Linked DNA regions of Anser cygnoides: region 2 is linked to region 1. A link is a contact called in public Hi-C data. All regions are on one chromosome and are shown on one strand. Each heading gives the region's core, a stretch centred on a gene start, on an enhancer-like site or on the middle of the called end of the contact. The rest is flanking DNA. Distances are from core to core; before and after follow the strand shown.

Region 1 (3,669 bases), core at 538-3,037:
ATAACCTTTTCATTTAAAAATATTAGCACACATTTTATGCCCCTCATAGGTGAGCACGTTAAGTGATATACAGTACCACATTCATCTTCCTCGGGAAAAAAACAAATACGGGGAATTGGACTGTCCTGCGGGGATTTATGCTGCGAGTCTGGAAGTTTTGTTGATTCCTACGATGTGAAGAAATGGGGAAGCCAGCCCGAGCAGTTAAGTCGTATTAAGTATGTCACGAATATCAGCTGCAAGATAAACCCAGCAGATGTCCATGGTTCTCTGTGCGTGTGCATTGTGAGGCTGTGCAGAACTGTTTTAATTTTGTTAGCGACGTCGGTAGCGTTTTTTAACTTTACAGGATTGCCTCTGCGATCACTTCTAGATGTAGTTATCTTCCTAAATTTGCAGTATGCCCTACCTTTTTAACTGCCAGGAACAGTACACGCTGTATGACTTTCAGATGTTAGTACTGGCACTCGTACTGATAATGGCATAGTCAGAAGATGTTATCCATTCGTGAATCCACTAGCCAAGTATTATTTCCGAAGCAGAGATTCTTTGGCTATCGCAAATGATGATTTTCACAGTTGGTGAAAAATTACCCAGAGACTTGCCTGCACCTACAAAGTCATACCCCGTGCACGGTTATAAATAGCAAACTCGGAGGGGGAAGGGACCGGGCAAGGGGAGAAGGGAGGATTTGAAGTACAATGTTCAAGAAGCTGGTTTAATATATGACCAAGTGTCAGAAGTCAGGTTTCTGAGAATTACTTTTCAGATAAACAACTTTATAGCACCGCACTTAATCTTACTTACTAGAGACATCTCATTTATCACGGAATTACAAGTAACTTTAATTCTATCGATATTCCCATAAAGCTCGCTCGGCAAAGCGAGCCTGGCAGCTCGACAGGCTGCGGGTTTCCCCGGCGCAAGGGGGGACCGAGGGGGGACCCCAACCGAGCCGAGCCGGGCCGGGCCGGGCCGGGGGGGGCCAGCCCCGACGGCGGGGCCCCGACGGCACGGCTCGGCACGGCCCGGCACGGCTCGGCTCGGCTCCCGCGGCTCGGCGCCGGCCGGGGACGGCCTCGGCACTGACCTTTCGACGAGAGATGGCGCTGTCGAGGTTTGAACGGAGCCGCTCCGCCGCCGCTCGGCACCGCCGGGTGCAGCCCGCTCCGCGCTCGCACGGCTTCCCCCTCCAGCCCCGGCCGGGGGGCACCGGGAGGGGAGGCTAAAGGGAAGACAATTAGTTCGCGATGTATCCCGTTAATTAGCCCGGCCAGGCGGGCCGAGCGCCGGCGGGAGCGGGGCTTGCAAACTTGCAGGGCTTTCGGACCTCTCTGCTGGGGGCGGCCGGGGAACGATCGCGGCCGGCAGCGAGCGGCAAACCCAGGGGGGAGCCGCCGCGGGGGGGGCGGCCCGGGGGTCTCGGTACCGGCACCAGGCACCGGCTGGAGCCCGGCTGCGCTCGGCAGCACCGCCGAGCCCCGCGGAGCCCCGCGGAGCCGCCCCCTCCCTCGGGCAGTCCCCGCACGCCCCCGGGCCAAGTCCCCCCGGTGCCCTCGGGTGCCCGGCCGGCCAGGAGCACCCGGGGGCTCCTCACCCCGGGGCAGAGCAGGGCAGAGCAGGGCAGAGCAGGACAAAGCAAAGCAGGACAAAGCAAGGCAGCGCGGAGCGGAGCGGAGCCGGGCGGGCACCCGACGGCGCGTCCCGGCGGGCGGAGCGGCCCCAGCCCGGTGCCCGGTCCCCGGCGAGCGGGGCGGGCAGGAAGGGGTTACGGCGCTCCCAGCTGACAGTCAGCTGGTTGCGCCCTGATTGACAGCCCCGAAAAGTTTCCTTGTTTCTATACTATTATGCTAATGCCGGCGGCTGCAGGCAGCCCATTGGGCCGCCCGCCCAGCCAATTTGCCATTCGGAGGCTGACGTCAGGAGCGCTATAAAACTCTGCAATGCTTTTAAACTCTCCTGCTGGATGAAACCTTTAAAATATTTTTCATCTTCTTGCCGTAGCTTTGGGGTTGAGTTGTGTTTTTTTTTTTTTTTCTCTCTCTCTCCTTTTTTTTTTTTTTTTTAATGATTGTTATTATTTTGGTTGCGATATCGACTCTGATTTTTTTTTTGTCTTCGGTCTCTTCTCCCTCCTCCTTTCCCCGATGAACCTCTCTCCTCGCTTTGCACTTTGCATGAGAAAGCCCAGAGGAAAGGCACCATGAAGTGTTAAAAATAACCAAACCGAACCTAAAAAAAAAAAAAAGAGATTTACTCGCAACAACACCAGCTAACACTTCCAGCTGCAGTTTGCAAGCTGCAAAAAGAGAGAGAGGAGAGAGAGAGAGAGAGAGAGGAGGAAAAAAAAAAAAAAAAAACCTTTATGCAAAAGGCGAATAGCGAGAGCCCCTCGCTCTGATGCATCAGCAGCAGCGGAGACTCTGCAAGGGATAACGCGGAGCCGGAGCGAGAGCGGCCGGGGCGGAGCGGAGCGGAGCCGGAGCCGAGGCTGCGGCGAGAGGCAGCGGCAGGAGGAGCGGTGCGGAGCGGTGCGGAGCGGTGCGGAGCGGTGCGGAGCGGTGCGGAGCGGAGCTCGCCCGGCAGCAAGCTGGCTCACCCGGCGGCAACTCAGAGCAGTCCCCTCGCTCCCGGAGCGCACCCTTTCTGGAGGACTGTCAGCAGCAAAAGGATGGCATCAGAACTGGCAATGAGCGGCTCCGACCTGCCCACCAGTCCCCTGGCCATGGAATATGTTAATGACTTCGATCTGATGAAGTTTGAAGTGAAAAAGGAGCCGGTGGAGACCGACCGCATTATCAGCCAGTGCGGCCGCTTGATCGCCGGGGGCTCGCTCTCCTCCACCCCGATGAGCACGCCCTGCAGCTCGGTGCCCCCGTCCCCCAGCTTCTCGGCGCCCAGCCCCGGCTCCGGCAGCGACCAGAAGGGCCACCTGGAAGACTACTACTGGATGACGGGCTACCCGCAGCAGCTCAACCCCGAGGCGCTGGGCTTCAGCCCGGAGGACGCGGTGGAGGCGCTCATCAACAGCAGCCACCACCCGCTGCCCGGCGCCTTCGATGGCTATGCTAGAGGGCAGCAGCTGGCCGCGGCCGCCGGCTCCGGGGGCTCGGGGCCGGCCGAGGAGATGGGCTCGGCGGCCGCCGTGGTGTCGGCGGTGATCGCCGCGGCGGCGGCGCAGGGCGGCGCGCCCCACTACCACCACCACCACCACCACCACCCGCACCACGGCGCCGGGGGGCACCCCCACGGCGCGGCGCCGGGCAGCGCGCCGCCTTCCTCCTCCTCCTCCTCCTCCTCCTCCTCCTCCTCGTCGGCCGCCGGCTCCGGAGGCGGCGGCGGCGGCGGCGGCGGCGGCGGCGGGGGCGCCGGGGGGCTGCACCACCCGCACCACGGCGGAGGCGGCCTGCACTTCGACGACCGCTTCTCGGACGAGCAGCTGGTCACCATGTCGGTGCGGGAGCTCAACCGGCAGCTGCGGGGCGTCAGCAAGGAAGAGGTGATCCGGCTGAAGCAGAAGAGGAGGACCCTCAAAAACAGGGGCTATGCCCAGTCCTGCCGCTTCAAGAGGGTCCAGCAGCGGCACGTCCTGGAGTCGGAGAAGAACCAGCTGCTGCAGCAAGTGGAGCACCTAAAGCAGGAGATCTCCAGGCTGGTCCGGGAGAGGGA
Region 2 (3,669 bases), core at 360-2,859, 800 kb after region 1:
CTCATGAAGATCAGAAGAAGTGTGCCTTATCAAGAGCTACACAGAAAAATGTTTATTTTTGCTCACGTTAGGCCTATACGCAACTAAACAACAAACTCTTACTATAAGAAATACATATACACTCATTCGCATAGCATCATGTAGTTCGTGCTATACTTTCAGAATACTTGAAAGTTTTGAATGTTTTTCATCTTGCTTGCAAAAGAGATTGACAGATGAATCAATTTCACTCGTCAAGTTGTTAACACAAGTTAAAAGAACATACATACTTAAATACCATACCTTTACATACATTCTATTAATGGGTTTGTTCATCAAAGGCCAGAAAAAAGCCCATTTACAACATTTTTTAAATCAACTAAGCAACTGTAACTATTAGGGTTTTAAATTCTCTATGCATGACCAAAAGCATCAAATTTTCAGCAAAAATCAAAACACCAAGAGGGCTTTTAAAGATAAAATGCTGGCAAAAGAGTGATGGGAGACACAAAGTGCTGCCTTTCCTATCTAAAAGAAGAGAGTACTATCAAATATTATTTATTACTATTAATTAAATATTAAATGCAGATTCAAAAGTCGCATTGTTAAGAACCACGTACCATTCAGTTTTCTCACTTAAGCCACAACAAACAGCATAACCCCCTCTTTTTCTGACCTGGAAGCCATCTGCTACCACCCCACCGACCGGGGGCTGTCCCCAGGGCACCCATGGGTGCCTTCCACCTACAGGGAGGGCAGAGCACGGACACACACCTGCGGGGCCCGCATGGTGAGCAGCAAGCACAGCCGCCCGGCCCGCACCACCAGCGGCAGCAGCACCGAGGCTTTGGGCAGCGGCAAGCGGGAGAACTTGTCGGCCACATCCAGCTCCCTCAGGCGGCGCCTCGCCTCCCCTTTCGGGCATTCTCTGGAAGCAAACACACACACGCTGCGGCGCCCCGGGGCAAGCCCGGAGGTTGCGACACCGACTCGCAGCCGGCACCTTCCCCTCTCAGCAGGCCCAGGGAGCCCCCCTCAGCCCGCCGCTCCCATCCTTCGTGCTGCGGCACCCCCCTCGCCGGGGCCGGGCTGCGGAGGGCCGCTACCTCCCCTCCGCCTCCTCCTCCGTCTCCGCAGCCGCCATTTTGTCTGCCCCCCCGACAGCGGCCTTTTCCCTTTCCTTCTCCCCGCCCTTCCCCACTGACCGACGGCCGCTCCCTCCAATCAGCGCGCGCGCCCGCCGGGCTCCGCCTTCTGATTGGCAGAGGGCAGGCCGAGCGGCAAATTGGGATTTACCTCAGGGGCGGACGGCCATTTTGTGGCCGGAGGGGGGCGCTGATGGCGGGGCTCGGCCGGGCGGCTGCACGGAGGATCACGGCCGGGGCGGGCGACGACAGCTTCCCAGGCGTGTACTGCCCCGGGCATGGGCAGCTGACACCCGTATCCTCCCGCTGGGAAAAGCAGAAAGCCGGGGGAGGCTCGGCGTCATGCCCCGCCGGACAGCGCCTCCACCCTCTCTCAGAGGGGAGAAGGCGGTGCCGCCCCCCTTCCGTGCTTTGGGTAAGGGCGCTGGTTTTCTCCTCTGCCAGGTGTAAGGAGGTGGTAATGTGACACATGACAGTCCCCAGCCCTCAGGAGCCCCTTGAAAGCACCACTGACCCGTCAGGCTTCTTAGCTGTAGCCTAGGGCTTTGCTAAAAGCTGCGGGGCATCAGCAAAACCTCTTAAGCACAGACTGTTAGCTTAGTGCTTAGGTACACAAAAGCAAAGAAATAAGGTCTCCCAGCCTGTTCCAATCGTTTACTGTAGGAAAGAAACAATGCGGTGTCAGAGAGCATCTCAACGTTGTTGCAGTGTCTGGGCAGTATAACTGCCAGTTCTCATTAGGAGCAAACAGGTGGCTCGCTGAAGTATTTTCATGCGATAATGGTTTATCACCAGTCTTAACAGCTAATAATTTGTTTCCTGAATTTCAACTAAGGTCACAATCGTGTGAGGAACGTGAGACCTCTTCCCTCTGCAAACAATAAAAACAAACAGCACATAAGCTGACATGGAATGTTTAAGTACTAATCTCACTTTAATTACCTTGATGGTTACTTTTTCCACTGTTATCCAGGTGTATATATTTTAAGTAACTACAGTTTTTATACAATATGCATGATGTGTTACTTATTATAGTAAATAAAAACCCAGACGTAATTATATACACATGTGCATGTCCTGGCTCTATTTCCTATGATTCCAATGGAATATAATATCTATTTTACGGCCAACATTTTGTTAAGGTTTCACTGAAACTTAAGCATTCATGTTTCTTAAGCTGTTTCACATATCATTATAGGAAAAATATACAGAGGAGTATCCTTAGGAACATGCAGTTCTTCAGTGAAACAGGCATGAGTAGTAGGTTATCATATTCATCCACACACTGTTACTCCAGAAGTCTGACAGTACTAGCTTTTATATTTCTCTTTGGCTCTCTCTTTCAGAATGCAGATGTGCTAAAAAAAAAAAAAGTGTACAACTTCAATTAATCTGTACCTTTGAAGTAAACACAAGAATTATTTTCAGTTTTATTTCTGGTTGTGTTCTAATATTGGAATTAAGACATTACGCTTTGCGAGTTTGGTTGCAACTTTACTACTTGCTGTAAAATTGAAGTGTTAATATGGCTTCAAATTTCATCTAATTCACAGAGAAATTGTTTATTCCGGAAGAGACCAGTTTTGTTCATCTATCATGCCCTTCTCCACACTGCTTTACAATAATGCAGATTTGTTATGTGTCTTCTACAGAACTGTTTTTTTCTTAAAGACTTTCAAGTGAGACACTTTTCCACTTAGCCATATTTATGAAGATGCTTTTGAACAGTAGGAAGGGGAAAAAAAAAAGATCAACTCTTTCTGTCAGGGTCTGTTTACTACTCAGTGCAGCATAGGGAGACTATAATGGAACAAAGGAAAAAGGTCTTGAGGCACATACTTTACAGTGTGGGAAACACCTTCACACACAGTCCAGTCTACTACCATTTAAAAATTTTTACTAGTGAAATCTTATGCTGCTCTTTTCTAATAGAAACATGAAATCAAAACCAAATTGCAAGTTACTTTCTTTTCAGATGGGGCTAGCAGATTATATGCTGAAAACCATCTCGGAGGATTCAAAATACTTTACAGGAAGGCTGGGCCACAAGACTTGTAGAATAGTTGCATAAAAAGGTAAGGCATGAACAAGTTATCATGCATTTACATTAAACTGCCATCTTGGCATATTAATAATGTTGTCACCCTTTTAATGGAGGCATCAAGTCAGATTTGAAGTTTTATTAATTGACCAGAATCTCTTAGTAGAAACTAATATTTTCTGCTAGTTATCTGTGCTAACACTCACGTACATAACAGTCAAAGCACCCTTCTGTGTACTTACATTTAGATCTCTGAACTATTCGTTATAGTCAAGAGCATATCCAACCACAAACTTATCTGGAATTTCAAAGCCTATGTTTGTAACAAAATGCAACTCTTTATACTTAGGTGGTGTAAATAGGTTTTAAACACACAGTTTGTATTCAACATATGCTTCTGCTATGTAAGTGTAATACCTAACAAACATTTCATCTTGCTTTCAAAGTACTTAGCACACTTAACACTAAGAATCAAAACTGTAAATTGATGAGAAAGGTTAGACT

Evidence for each region. A called contact is a pair of places that touch in the nucleus more often than the background predicts.
Region 2: a contact with region 1 is called in a Hi-C map of liver, with 10 times the contacts expected there. The contact joins the promoter of NUDT7 here to the promoter of MAF in region 1. A contact is called at or near these places in 2 of 7 Hi-C or Micro-C datasets (both in liver).

What each region holds. Positions count from the first base shown.
Region 1 is chr12:6,079,183-6,082,851 of Taihu_goose_T2T_genome, forward strand. MAF (MAF bZIP transcription factor) reads left to right here and starts at 1,788. Exons shown (of 3, transcript XM_048068884.2): 1 at 1,788-3,669. The coding sequence starts at 2,672.
Region 2 is chr12:6,879,166-6,882,834 of Taihu_goose_T2T_genome, forward strand. It overlaps NUDT7 (nudix hydrolase 7), which reads right to left and starts at 1,610. Exons shown (of 4, transcript XM_048068914.2): 1 at 1,276-1,610; 2 at 754-907. The coding sequence starts at 1,595. It overlaps ADAMTS18 (ADAM metallopeptidase with thrombospondin type 1 motif 18), which reads left to right and starts at 1,405. Exons shown (of 29, transcript XM_067004174.1): 1 at 1,405-1,539; 2 at 3,100-3,199. It also overlaps the pseudogene LOC106033262.